Linked DNA regions of Mus musculus: region 1 is linked to region 2. Evidence: chromatin contacts called from public HiChIP or PLAC-seq data. All regions are on one chromosome and are shown on one strand. Each heading gives the region's core, a stretch centred on a gene start, on an enhancer-like site or on the middle of the called end of the contact. The rest is flanking DNA. Distances are from core to core; before and after follow the strand shown.

What was found. HiChIP or PLAC-seq counts read pairs in DNA pulled down with a chosen protein or histone mark.
Region 1: an H3K4me3 HiChIP or PLAC-seq map of embryonic stem cells shows a contact between it and region 2, with 15 read pairs. The contact joins the enhancer-like site here to the promoter of Cmtm8 in region 2. A contact is called at or near these places in 2 of 39 promoter capture datasets (embryonic stem cells and hematopoietic stem and progenitor cells), 1 of 484 Hi-C or Micro-C datasets (extraembryonic endoderm stem cells), 5 of 115 datasets of contacts at active chromatin or transcription factors (embryonic stem cells, pancreatic cancer cells and stem cell-derived neural progenitor cells) and 3 of 9 other capture datasets (adipose tissue, liver and pancreatic islet).

The regions. Positions count from the first base shown.
Region 1 is chr9:114,961,936-114,968,152 of GRCm38.p6, reverse strand. No RefSeq gene overlaps it. Among named protein-coding and RNA genes, the nearest start is that of Osbpl10, 13 kb to the left of the region's middle. Within about 2 kb of position 1,657, at least 6 of the 459 cell types and tissues checked have an H3K27ac peak or open chromatin away from gene starts, as enhancers often do. A contact at or near this core is called in embryonic stem cells, where this site is marked.
Region 2 is chr9:114,842,357-114,848,410 of GRCm38.p6, reverse strand. It overlaps Cmtm8 (CKLF-like MARVEL transmembrane domain containing 8), which reads left to right and starts at 4,259. Exons shown (of 4, transcript NM_027294.2): 1 at 4,259-4,630. The coding sequence starts at 4,484. Gm30448 (a long non-coding RNA gene) reads left to right here. Exons shown (of 3, transcript XR_379920.3): 3 at 827-1,032.

The sequences.
Region 1 (6,217 bases), core at 408-2,907, 120 kb before region 2:
ATCTCCCCAAAACAAAAAAAAACAAGGAAAACAAAACGATAACAACAAAAACAACCACAACAAAAACAACCCCTTGTCATGGAAGCTATAGTATGTCACAGCTTGTCATACTTTTGCCCCAACAGCTTTACTTGCAAATCCTCATTGCAGTGAGCCACTGGTCTGGTTCAAGTCCCCTGGCTTCTGCTACAGATCAGTATTGACCCTCGCTGGGACTCCTCTGGATATCCTGTTGTTGCCCTGTGTCACAGAGAACTTTCAGGTTTGCGTCTGCAGGACCCACCACTTCATGTGGTCCTGCAGTTCATAGATCGGCAAACGTTGGGGTAGGCCAACTCAGAGCCCTGGATCTAGGTCTGAGTGGAAGCTGAGTGTGTCAGCCTACCAGATCTCCTGCACCATGCCACCAGGGTTGGCTCTCCCGCCTGCTGTGGGAGGGAGGGAGAGGGGTGGATTCCCTCCTAGGCCCCATGCCACTGTTCAACAGACACTAGGTCTCCCAAGCTCACAAGGGCCCAGTTCACTTGTGGCCAGCCACCCCTGTCCAACCCCTGCCACCAGGGCCAGTTCTACTATGCTGCCCAGGCAAGGTGCAGGGGGTGGCTTTCCTGATTGCTGCAGCCGGTGAGGGATGGGGCCAGCTCTCCCTGAGTGCCACAGCTGGCAAGAGGTGGGGTCAGCTCTCCAGCACTCACTCCATCTGGGCTCGCCCATGCCATCATAGGCAGCTCTCTCACACTGCCCAAGTGAGGAGTAGGGCTAGCTCCCCTACAGCAGACAAAGTGTGGGGCCGGCTCTGCACAGTGCTTGGACATCAACATGGTTCAGGAAGCAGCACATACCATGGATAGCCACATGGCCTTTGGTGGTAACACAGGTCTCAATAATCAACACAGACCCTGGCAGCCATAGGATCACAGACCCAGACATGGTCCCTGGAGGCAGCATGGGCCCAGATGTCACCATGGCCTCAGGTGGCAGCCCAGACCATGGACATCCACTCAGGCCACAGACATCGACACTGACTCCAGACATGGCCCTCAGCAGCCGCCCAGACCAGGACTTCACGATGACCTCAGATGACCACACACACACACACACACACACACACATCAGTACAGCCTCCAGCCATCAACATGGTCTCAGGCAGCAGCCCAGACCACTGACATCCAGATGGCCTTCAGTGGCAAATGGAGCCGCAGACATCAGTACAAACCCCACTGTGGTGGGACCTCGGGCCCAGACATCACCATGGCCTCATGTAATGGTTGTGCAGGCTTCTCATGTATACCTCTTCCTCGCCACCATCGCATCTCCAGTTCCACCTTAAAACATTCAGTTCCACCTTAAAACATTCAGCTCCACCTTAAAACATTCAGTTCCACCTTAAAACATTCAGTTCCACCTTAAAACATTCAGTTCCACCTTAAAACATTCAGTTCCACCTTAAAACATTCAGCTCCACCTTAAAACATTCAGCTCCACCTTAAAACATTCAGCTCCACCTTAAAACATTCAGTTCCACCTTAAAACATTCAGTTCCACCTTAAAACATTCAGCTCCACCTTAAAACATTCAGCTCCACCTTAAAACATTCAGCTCCACCTTAAAACATTCAGCTCCACCTTTTCTCCCAAATCTCTGTCACATATGCGCGCATCACATGGTGCCCGCCATGTGGCAGGGCGGATGCTTGGGTGTCTTTCTTCCGGCCCCTCCCAGACTGCAGCCTTCATTTTTTTTAACATAGAAAATATATGGGGTCAGATGCCCCGTGTGCCTTCATGTCAGGAAAATAGGTTTTCCACGCTGGAGGACAGAGGGATGGGCAGATGGAGTGATGGTTGGTAGATGAAGAGATGGATGGAGAGACAGCTGGATGGACAGACAGACAAATGGTGTGTAGGGATTGGTAGGTGAGGGGATGTGAATGGATGGATGGACGGAGAATGGCTAGATGGATGAGCGGGTAACAGGGGGTGTTTTAGTTTCCTTTCTGTTGCTGTGAGGAAATCCACGACCAAAAGCAACCCCGAAGGAACAAAGGTTTATTTCAGCATTCACTTCCAGGTCACAGTTCATCATCGAGGAAACTCAAAGCAGAACCCATGGAGGAATGCTGATTGCTAGGTCGGCCACAGGTTCATGCTCAAATGGCTTCCTTACACAGTCTTAGGAATAGACTTACCTCTCAAGTCAATCACCAATCAAGACAATCCCTCACAGTGTAGCCATGGGCCACTCTGGTCTTAAGAATCCTGCACCTGGTACTGGAGAAATGGCTAGGCGGTTAAGAACACTGACTGCTCTTCCAGAGGTCCTGAGTTCGATTCCCAGCAACCACATGGTGGCTCACAACCATCTGTAGTGGGGATCCGATGCCCTCTTCTGGTGTGTCTGAAGACAGCAACAGTGTACTCACATACATGAAATAAATAAATCTTAAAGGTGGGAGGGGCTGGCAAGATGGCTCAGTGGGTAAGAGCACTGACTTGTTCTTCCGAAGGTCCTGAGTTCAAATCCCAGCAACCACATGGTGGCTCACAACCATCTGTAATGGGGATCCGATGCCCTCTTCTGGTGTGACTGAAGACAGCTACAATGTACTTATTGCCGGGCATGGTGGCGAACGCCTTTAATCCCAGCACTTGGGAGGCAGATGCAGAGACAGGCAGATTTCTGAGTTTGAGGCTAGCCTGGTCTACAGAGTGAGTTCCAGGACAGCCAGGGCTACACAGAGAAACACTGTCTCGAAAACCAAAAAAAAAAAAAAAAAAAGAGTAGGTGTGGCTCTTGTCGAGAACCTGGATTCCATTCCCAGCAGCCACAGGGTGGCTCACTTCTGCCCAAACTCCAGCTCCAGGGGATTCACATTCTCCTCTGACCTCTTTGGATGCCAGGCAATCATGTGATATACCTGTCATCCCAGCTCCAGGAGATCCAAAGCCCTTGTCTGGTCTCCTTGGGCACACACATGACACACACACACACAACACATAAATATAAACACACTTTTTTTTTTAGGTTATACCGTCCTAACATGGCAATGGGTATTTGTAATCTCAGCAACTGGAAGGCAGAGACAGGCGATTTCTTTGGGTTAAAGGTCAGCCTGAGACTGTATTAAAAACTATGTGTTGGGGGATGGGCTGCTGAACAGGTAAAATTGTTTGCTTTATAAGCCTAATGACTGGATGCCCAGATACACAGTAGAAAGAGAGAAGCCACTCCTGAAAGGTTTTTTCCCCTCTGAACTTGAACTATACACACATGATGATGATGACGACGATGATTGATGATGAAGAGGAGGAAGAGGAAGTAGAAGGTGGCAAGGAGGAAGAAGAGGAGGAGGAAGATGAGGAGGAAGAGGAACAAGAGGAGGAGGAGGAAAAAGAGGAGGAAGAGGAGGAGGAGGGAATGTTTTAAGAAGTACCAGAGTTACCTACAGAAGGAGAATGCATACGTCCCTTGTAGTGTGTGCTCACTGCCCAGCCGAGTTCACAGCATGCACTTCTCCGCACACACAAAAGATGGGCAAGTCACCCAGAGGAGCCATGCCAAGGTGAAGAGCTCTGTCTCTATAGTCTCGTATCAGAGGCCTAACAAGGGGGTGTCCCAACCAGCCCCCTTGATAAACTGGCGACAAGCGATGGAGGATGTGGGGGAGGTATCCATTGTTTGGGAGGCACTGACAAATCTCTCATTATCCTGGGAAGGACCAAGCTGGATACTGCTTCAGCTGTCTCAGGTCGGGGTCTGAGTGTGCTGCTGGAGGCAGGGGAGGAAACGCCTGCGGGGTGGGCTGGTGCTGGAGATAGCCTGGGGAGACAAGGCTGCCAAGGAGGATCCAGATGGAGGAGCAAAGGTAGGACATGGTTACACAAGAGCTGGGAACATCCAGTCTCTCTGCTGATCTGGAATGTTGTAGAAGCAGGCAGGGGACAGGCTGTTCATCAGGCTGTCCCTGCAAAGCCCAGGAACACCTCAGTGCCTCTTATCTCTGTGTCTTCAGTCTTGAATGGGGGGGGGGGATCCCCAGCTTTTGAGGAATGCTCCCTAACATACACACACAGAACAGAAGTCAGACCCCAAGTTTAAAACAAGGAAAGAGACAGGTGCAGAATGGAGGCAGAGATGCTCATCCTGCATCCAGCTGCCTGTCGGGCCTCTGCGGGGGGCAACGGAGAGTCAGTGCTCCTATTAAAAGTGGCCGCTAGGTGCCTCAGTGGTTAAGAGCACCGGCTGCTCTTCCAGAGCCTGTGTTTGACTCCTAGCACCCACACCATAGCTCACAGCCATCCACAGCTCTAGTTTCAGGGTATCTGATGCTCTCTTCTGACCTCCGTAGACAGCTGGTCCCCATGTAGTGCAGGCACACGCATGTAGGTAAAACACCCATACACATTTTTGTAAAATAACTTCTGAATATCACTCAGCTGGTGGGTCTCAGGCTGGCAAAGTGGAGCTTTCTGGGAGTGGAGCCTTTTGGTACATGTTACCCTGAACCAGACCCCTTTACTTCCTGAAAGTGTTTGGGAAGCCAGGCTGACCTCTGGTCACCACTCAGTATCAAGAAAGAACAAGGAGACTCCAGAAATAAAGTTGCCACAAGGAAACGCGTGGCTGGCCAAGGGAGGCTCCAGATTGAAAGGGCTGCAGGGAGCAGATCCCAGGGTGAAACAGAAGAAGTCTCCTACCCAGCTCTTCACTGGAGAGCAATGGAAGACAGAGAGAGAGAGAGAGAGAGAGAGAGAGAGAGAGAGAGAGAGAGAGAGAGAGAGATTAAAAGAAAGCAAGGTCCCAAGCTGAGGCCCTAGCAAGGAAGAAGATAAAGAGAGGCCATTTGTCCTTTGGCTGTCTGTCAGGGATAAAGACTGTATCACCTCTTAGTCACTTGCAAAATTAGTGTGTTTAATATTTATGTAGAAATCATAGATTGAATTTACACCCAAGGAAAAGATGTGTAGGGGTCAGGCATGTGCTGGGTTGCAGAAGGGTTTGCCCTGCATGCAGGGAGCTCTGGGCTCCATACCAAGCACTGCAGAGGTGAGTCACAGTGGAACATCTCTGCAGTTCCAGCCTGGGTAGGTAAAGTGGAGCAGAATTCAAGGCCATCCCCACCTACATAGGGAGTTCAAGGTCAGACTGGGATATATGAGACCTTGCTTAAGAAAAAGAAAAAAAGAAGGAAGGTAAGAAGGAAAGGAAAAGAAAAACTACAGAAGGATTCCACTCCCTTCTGTGTCAAAGGAATGAACATACAGACCAAGAACTTGGTCAAACTCAACAAGGACCTTATTATAGCCCATTGGCGGCCCTGGGAATCTTTATCTTTCCACATTGGAAGACACAGGACCTGCAAGTGAGCTCAGCAGGTGAACTTACCACCAAGCTGGACAGCTCAGTTTCACTGACCCTGGGGACCCACTTGATGAAAGGAGAGAAATTTAGGTATAAATTTTTTGCAGCCTATTTTTAATAATGGTTCAACCGTCCCTCCATCCCACAACAGCAAAAGTAGTGGAAGAGAAAAGTTATTAGGATGTGGGGGAAGTGAACCTGACCTGGTCAACAATAGTTCTTTGGGACAGAGCTCGATCTTTGACAGCAGTTCAGTCCTTTAGCAAACACCAGATTCAACTCTGTGGCTACAGACCAGCTCTCTCGGCAGGCAGACACCAGGCCCGAACCAGCAGCTGTCGTTCAATCCTGAAGAAACCATCAAGCTCACCAATGGACCTGAGGTGAGGCCTCAGAACTGGCAAGCTGCTGCAGGAACCTCACGAGCAGTTCTTGGGCAAGTTTCTCTCAATGGCAGAGTGACCAGAGTTGAGCTCAACAATGCTATGTAAGGCGAACCAATACACGTGTGTCATTAGCAAAGAATAACGAGGCGGAGCAAACCAAACCAATGCTCAGTGCTCGTTTCCCACTGTCTGTGGGGGTCATAGCTATACTCCTTCATCATGAGTCCTTTCATGGGTCTGCTATACCCAAACATCCTTTCACCTGTGAGCCCCAGCAAAACAACATTTGACATAATTAACTTTCCACTTCAAAGGACTGTCTCCCATAGTTGTCCTCTGATAGACACACACAACTAAATAGAATATAACTTTTATATTATTTTTCCCCAAAAGTTCAAGCTTATTGAGGGCATAAATGAACACTAGAAGCCCAAGGTCCCTGGGGTTTGAAGCCTGGCTTGTGCCATCCA
Region 2 (6,054 bases), core at 3,010-5,509:
AGGGGGTATCAATTCTTCCTTCTGCTCCATGGGTCCCAGCCTTGGTGGTAAATGCTTAACCCAGCAAGCCTCCCATCTTCCTGATTTCTTCTTTGGTTTTGTATTCCTACAGATCTTAGCTCTAAGTTCTGTCCAACACAGAATCCTCAGGGAAGAGTTTCTTAAGTTCACAGAAAAATGTAGTTGGTGAGAAATCTAACTCAACCTGACTGGAGCTATTTATTACCTTGGTTTGTCTCCTTGGTAGGTTAGGAGATGAGCATAATTCTGTGAGGCTCCTTCCATGCAAAGACGATGTCTGTTTTTCTTGTTCAAATCTGGCTGGCCTTTACCAGTGGAATCTGTTGTCTGTGTGTTTTGTTTTGAAGATGCTATGTACCTTGAGGGTCTGGGCCTGAGGTCCCTGCTTGTGATAGTTCATCTTCAGGTTAACTTTATTGGATTTAGAATCACCTAGGAGGCACACCTCTGGGTGTGTCTGAGGAAGAGTCTCCGGGAAAGTTTAACGAAACTGAGAAAACTCTCCCTGTGAATATGGGTGGGACAGTACCATGGACACTTGGACATGAGATGGAAAAAGCCAACTGAGTATCACACACACACACACACACACACACACACACACACACACTCCTCTCTCGGCTTCCTGACTGTGGATAAGTATGGCCAGCTGCAACATGTTCCTGACAACAGACCTCTCCAGTTATGGCTACTGTATCCTTCTCAAACTGTGAACCCCAGTGAGCCCTTCCTTCTTTAAGTTGCCATTGTCAGGGACTTGAAGCAACAAGAAAAATAACTAATGTATCTCTTTTGCCCCTCTTAGTAGCCAGCAGCTGCAGAGCCCACCATGCTGCAAGAGAGTCCAGCTTCGTGGAAAAGCAAGCCCAGTGAGTGTAGCGTCTATGGGAGGGATACCTTCTCAATTACCTAGTCCGGCCAGTTCCCAGATGTGAGCATGCCTCCAACTCCTGCCTGCCAAGCCTAGCTGCAATTCATAGTCAACAGTTTCCTGGGCAAATAAAATGGTGATTTGAAGCTGTTGGTGTTCAGAATCATTGTAGTACTGTGATAGATAATCCAACACAAACATAGTCCCACTACAGAAAATTAGTACAATTGACTGGGACCTTGCACAGAATCATACACTGTATGTGCATCTGTTGGAGCTGGGGAGGTGGGCAGTGGAGAAGAGAACTTGCTGCATAAGCCTGAGGTCATGAGTTCAAACCCCCAGCATTCATATAAAAAGCCAGGTCTGATCACAAACTTGTCTTTAACTCCAGAGCCATCAGAGGTGGATACAGGAGGGCCACTGGGGTTTGCTGGATGCCGGCCTAGCTCCAAGATCAGTGGCAGACCCTGACACAGTGACAGAATACAACACTGAATGTCTTCCTCTGGCCTTTACACACGCACTCACTCCCACACACTCACCCCCTACACACATTCACCCCCACACACATATATGCACACACACTCATGCCCCACATGTGTGCACACACACAAAGAAAATGGCATATATACTTATTTTACTTTTTAAAGATTTATCTTTATGTACACATCTGTGTCTTTGTTGAGTGAATGTGAGGTGCAGGTGCCTGAGGAATCCAGAAGAGGGCGTTGGATCCGCTGGAGTTAGAGCTGCAGGTGGTCATGAACTGCTTGACATGGGTGCTGGGAACCCAACTCCGCTCTTCAGTAAAAGCAGTGTCGCTCTTAGTGCCTGGGTCATCTCTCCAGTCACTTAGTGTACCTTCCCAAAGTAAAGAAAAGCCAGACTCCTGAAAACCATCCTGCCCCAGGGGTCTCAGAAAGGGAGTGTCCTTTGTATTATGAGTAGAATCGCTGAGACTTCAAGTCTTCAGTATTGGGTATGTGTTGCCTTAGGCTCCTCCAGACTCCCCTGTCTCTCACTTCCAGCCACTTGAGCAATTTCTCTGAGCACTTGGTTTTTGGAGGCTCATTCCCATACAGCTTCCTAGCTCTGTCCTCAGTGGTTTGGTCTACAGTGGGGTCTAAAACTTGAATTCCGGAAGCTGGAAAGGTGGCTCAGTGGTTAAGAACACTGACTACTCTTTCAGAGGATGTGAGTTTAATTTCCAGCACCCAAACTGCAGCCCACAAGGTCTGTAACCGCAGTTCCAGGGGATCAGACACTACCATGCACATGAAACAGAAAGAAAGAAAGAAAGAAAGAAAGAAAGAAAGAAAGAAAGAAAGAAAGAAAGAAAGAAAGAAAGAAGTAGTGGTCTATGCCTTTAATCCCAGAACTACTTGTTATCATGGGTGGCAGGTGCCTACCTCAAGGAAAAAAATTTTTTTTTCATTGGTGGTGGGAGGAGAGACTGGGTCTCACTATGTAGCCCAGCCTGGCCTCAAACCCTCTATGGATCCCAATATGACCTTGAACTATGTATTTCTAGATAGGGTTTCTGTATCTAGGCTGAGCTCACTATGTAGCACAGACTATTATTTCAGACAGGGTCTCACCCTGTAACTTTACTTTTTTTTTTTAAGATTTATTTATTATTATAGGTAAGTATACTGTAGCTGTCTGAAGACACTCCAGAAGAGGGCATCAGATTTAGTTATGGATGGTTGTGAGCCACCATGTGGCTGCTGGGATTTGAACTCGGGACCCTCAGAAGAGCAGTCGGCGCTCTTAACCACTGAGCCATCTCACCAGCCCCTTACCCTGTAACTTTAGGCTAGCTTTGAACTCTATCCTCCTGCCTCAGCTCCCCCAGTGATGAAATTATCAGTATGAGCCACCACACTGAAACTGTTGGCATATTCTTGAAACACTTTACCCTAGAGTTTTCCTAGGGAGGACCCAGGTTTAAACTCTCCCCGCCCCCACCCCACCCCCAAGACAGGGTTTCTCTGTGTATCTCTGGCTGTCCTGGAACTCACTCTGTAGACCAGGCTGGCCTCAAACCTCTACCTCTCCAGGCTAGGATTAAAGGCTTGCAACACCACCACCCAGGTTAAAAAGATGTTTTTGTTTGTTTGTTTGTTTGTTTGTTTTTTCAAATCAGGGTTTCTCTGTGTATCTCTGGCTGTCTTCGAACTCACTCTGTAGACCAGGCTGGTCTGGAACTCAGAGATCTGCCTGCCTCTGCCTCCTGAGTGCTAGGATTAAATGTGTGAGCCACCATCTCCCATAAACTAACTCCTTCTATTAGCTTGTTCTTTGTGCTTTCTTTTCGGATCCACCAATAGGATACACTTTCTGACAACTTTTAAAATCTGATATGCCTTCACTTCGAATCAAAGCCCACTTGGTGGGTTCAGATGAATTGTCTCTTGTCACTCTTCACAAAACAAGAGGAGGACAGGCACATGGAAGCAGATCATTTTAGCCAAATGTCCATCGTCCATCAAAGTCCGTCTTGAAACACGGGTGGTAGCACTGAGGTCCAGTAAAGCAGAACCAATAACTTCATGCTAATTACACAAGTACCCAGGGTTCTGCGCAGCACTCACCTGACTGGCACACAGCTGCCCACGCAAGGAGATGTCCACCCCTCCTCCCTGACCCCGGGAAGCACAACTAGCTTGTCATAAACATCACTTTGCACAGACGGTTCCATTCAAGTTTGAAACAAGCCCCCCCCCCCCCAAAGCTAATGAGATCTGTCATATTGATACATCTTGACCAGGAATCCCGAACATCTCCCCCACTTTCCATCTTCCTCTCCACAATCCAGCTAGTCTCCGCCAAAGTTGTGGAGAGCGCCTAGAAGCCTCTCGCTCTCACTCCCCGGCGATTAAGTTGGTTCCTCAAATTGTTCCGGACAGGAGGGGCAGGAAACAGCGCCGGCTTTGGTGACGGCTGCAGCGGAGTGGGTGAGGGCTGTCCAAGCGGCCTCACATCGATCCCTGGTTTAAGGTCTGGTTAGGTCACAATTCTAGCCTCCCTCCCCCAACCGCCTGTAGTCCTGGAGCGGCCACGTCCCTAGAGGCCTGAGTTTCCTTAAGAGGCCCTGCTGCTAGTCCAGCCAGGTGGGAGGAAGCTGGTCCAAGTCTGGTGGCCCTAGGTGGGCGGAGCCTAATTGTGGCTCGAGCTAGAAGGAGTGTGACCAGGAGGTGCCGCTCACCCTTAGCGATCCGGTACGCGTCCCTGCACCCCCGAGAGCTCTCAGTCCCTGGGAGACAGGTGCTGTGGCCGCGCGGCGGCGCCCCCGAGGGGAGGTCCTGGAGTGCCCGCCCTCACCCGCCCAGTCTACGCCCCTCCTCTTCTCTCCCCTCCCCCGCAGTCCACTGCCACCGGTCGCCAGCGATCCCGTTCCCGGGTCTCCGAGCAGACCCAGAGTGCGCTCGCCGAGGTGTTGGGACACTTGCGGACCTGACCCTGGAGATCACCCGGGTTTGCCCGCCTCCCATCATCCGCGATTCCCTGGCCCGCGATCCTGAGCCCAGGGAACTCATTGGGTGGGGGTAGGGTCCTCGGGGACCCGGGCCAGCTCCCGGGGCGACGATGGAAGAGCAGCAGCGCGCGCGCTCGCACACGGTCACCACCACTACCAGCTCCTTTGCGGAGAACTTCTCCACCACCAGCAGCAGCTTCGCTTACGACCGAGAGTTCCTCCGTACCCCGCCGGGGCTCCTGATCGTAGCCGAGATCGTAAGTGTCGGGCCGGGCCGGGCTGGGCCGGGCGGAGGGAGGCAGGTGGACTCGGCTAGCTCGCGCGCCTCCAGCTCCGCCCACCGAGCTGGCTCCGGTCTTCCCGCGGGCTCCGGGAACACTCTTGAGCTTCGACTTCTTTGTAAAGTGCAAAACTCACATTCAGGTTCTTTCACCTGAGGCTCCCTTGGGAACCAGGGTTGTGACCCTCAGGATGTCTGCTGTGGGAGGTAACTCACAGCTTGCTGTTTTCATTCGAAGGATGGTGGTCTTTCCCGGGAGCCGGATACTTTGGTGGGCGTTTATAGATAATGGGTGTCTGGAATACTTAGGGCCTACCTCACCTGATCTCCACGTGCAGGGGTCCCTAAAAAACAACGTTTTTGTTTGTTTGTTTGTTTGTTTGTTATCAAACTGACCCTTCCAAAGTGCTGGTCTGGAACTCAGAGCTTCACGTGCCAGTCGGATGCTCTATCGCTGAGCCGCACCCCCAGTTTTAAAAGTTTTCCTATTAAAAGTTATAAAGGAGAGAACTTCTGAGTAATTAACTTCCTGTGGTCAAATACAGATGAATCAAGAACATTTCCCTGAATAAATCTGAGAATCTCAACCTCTTTAAGCCCTTGAGGGCCGCTGTACGGACTGAGCACATCCTGGTGGGGGCTGGGCAAGTGCCCGGGAGGGAGGCAGGACTTGTACGTGCTGTTCCTGGGAAGCCAGGCCTTCCGCCTGGAGTTCTGTTGACTACTGGTGGAGGCCACTATCTATTGTCCTCGCCCTCTACCAGGGTGTCAGTCCTGGAGGAGCTTCTAAGTTTGTGTAGGCCCTGATGCGCTCTCCCTTGAAGGTGGTTGCAAGTAAGCTTATTTTACACGCGAGGAAACTGAGTCAGAGACTGGACGGAAGTTTACACTTGTTGGCAGAGCTGAGATTCAAACCTATGTCTGCCCTTTTCTTGCTCCCTGCTCCTACCTGCTAAGGAGCGTCGACTCCCACAGTCTAAATAGGAGTCCCCCTTCTGTTGCATCTCAGACCCAAGGAAGCATTTGTGAAACTGAAATCCAGCCCATAGGAAAGCTAGAGAATGGGGGCGGAGATCGTGTTGTACAGTGGTTGAGTGTGCATGGACCCTCTGAGAAACCTTCAGCAGCCCCTGTGTGGATCCCGGGAGCTTGCTGACTCAAGGCGCAGATCCACCCCAGACCCACCCAATCAGCTTCCACGGAAAGTTGGGAAAGTGTTAGCTTAGCTCATCTCCAAAATGGTTGGCCCAGGCAGCCCCAAGGGTATTTGCAGCCCTATTAAATAGCCCTAAGTATTACAGTCACAGTGCAAGGCCTGGCCTGGCGTTAAAGAGCTCAACAAATATTTGCTGTGTGAGTGAGGGAGTTGGCTGGCTCTCCCGCTTCAGAAAAGCAAATAGA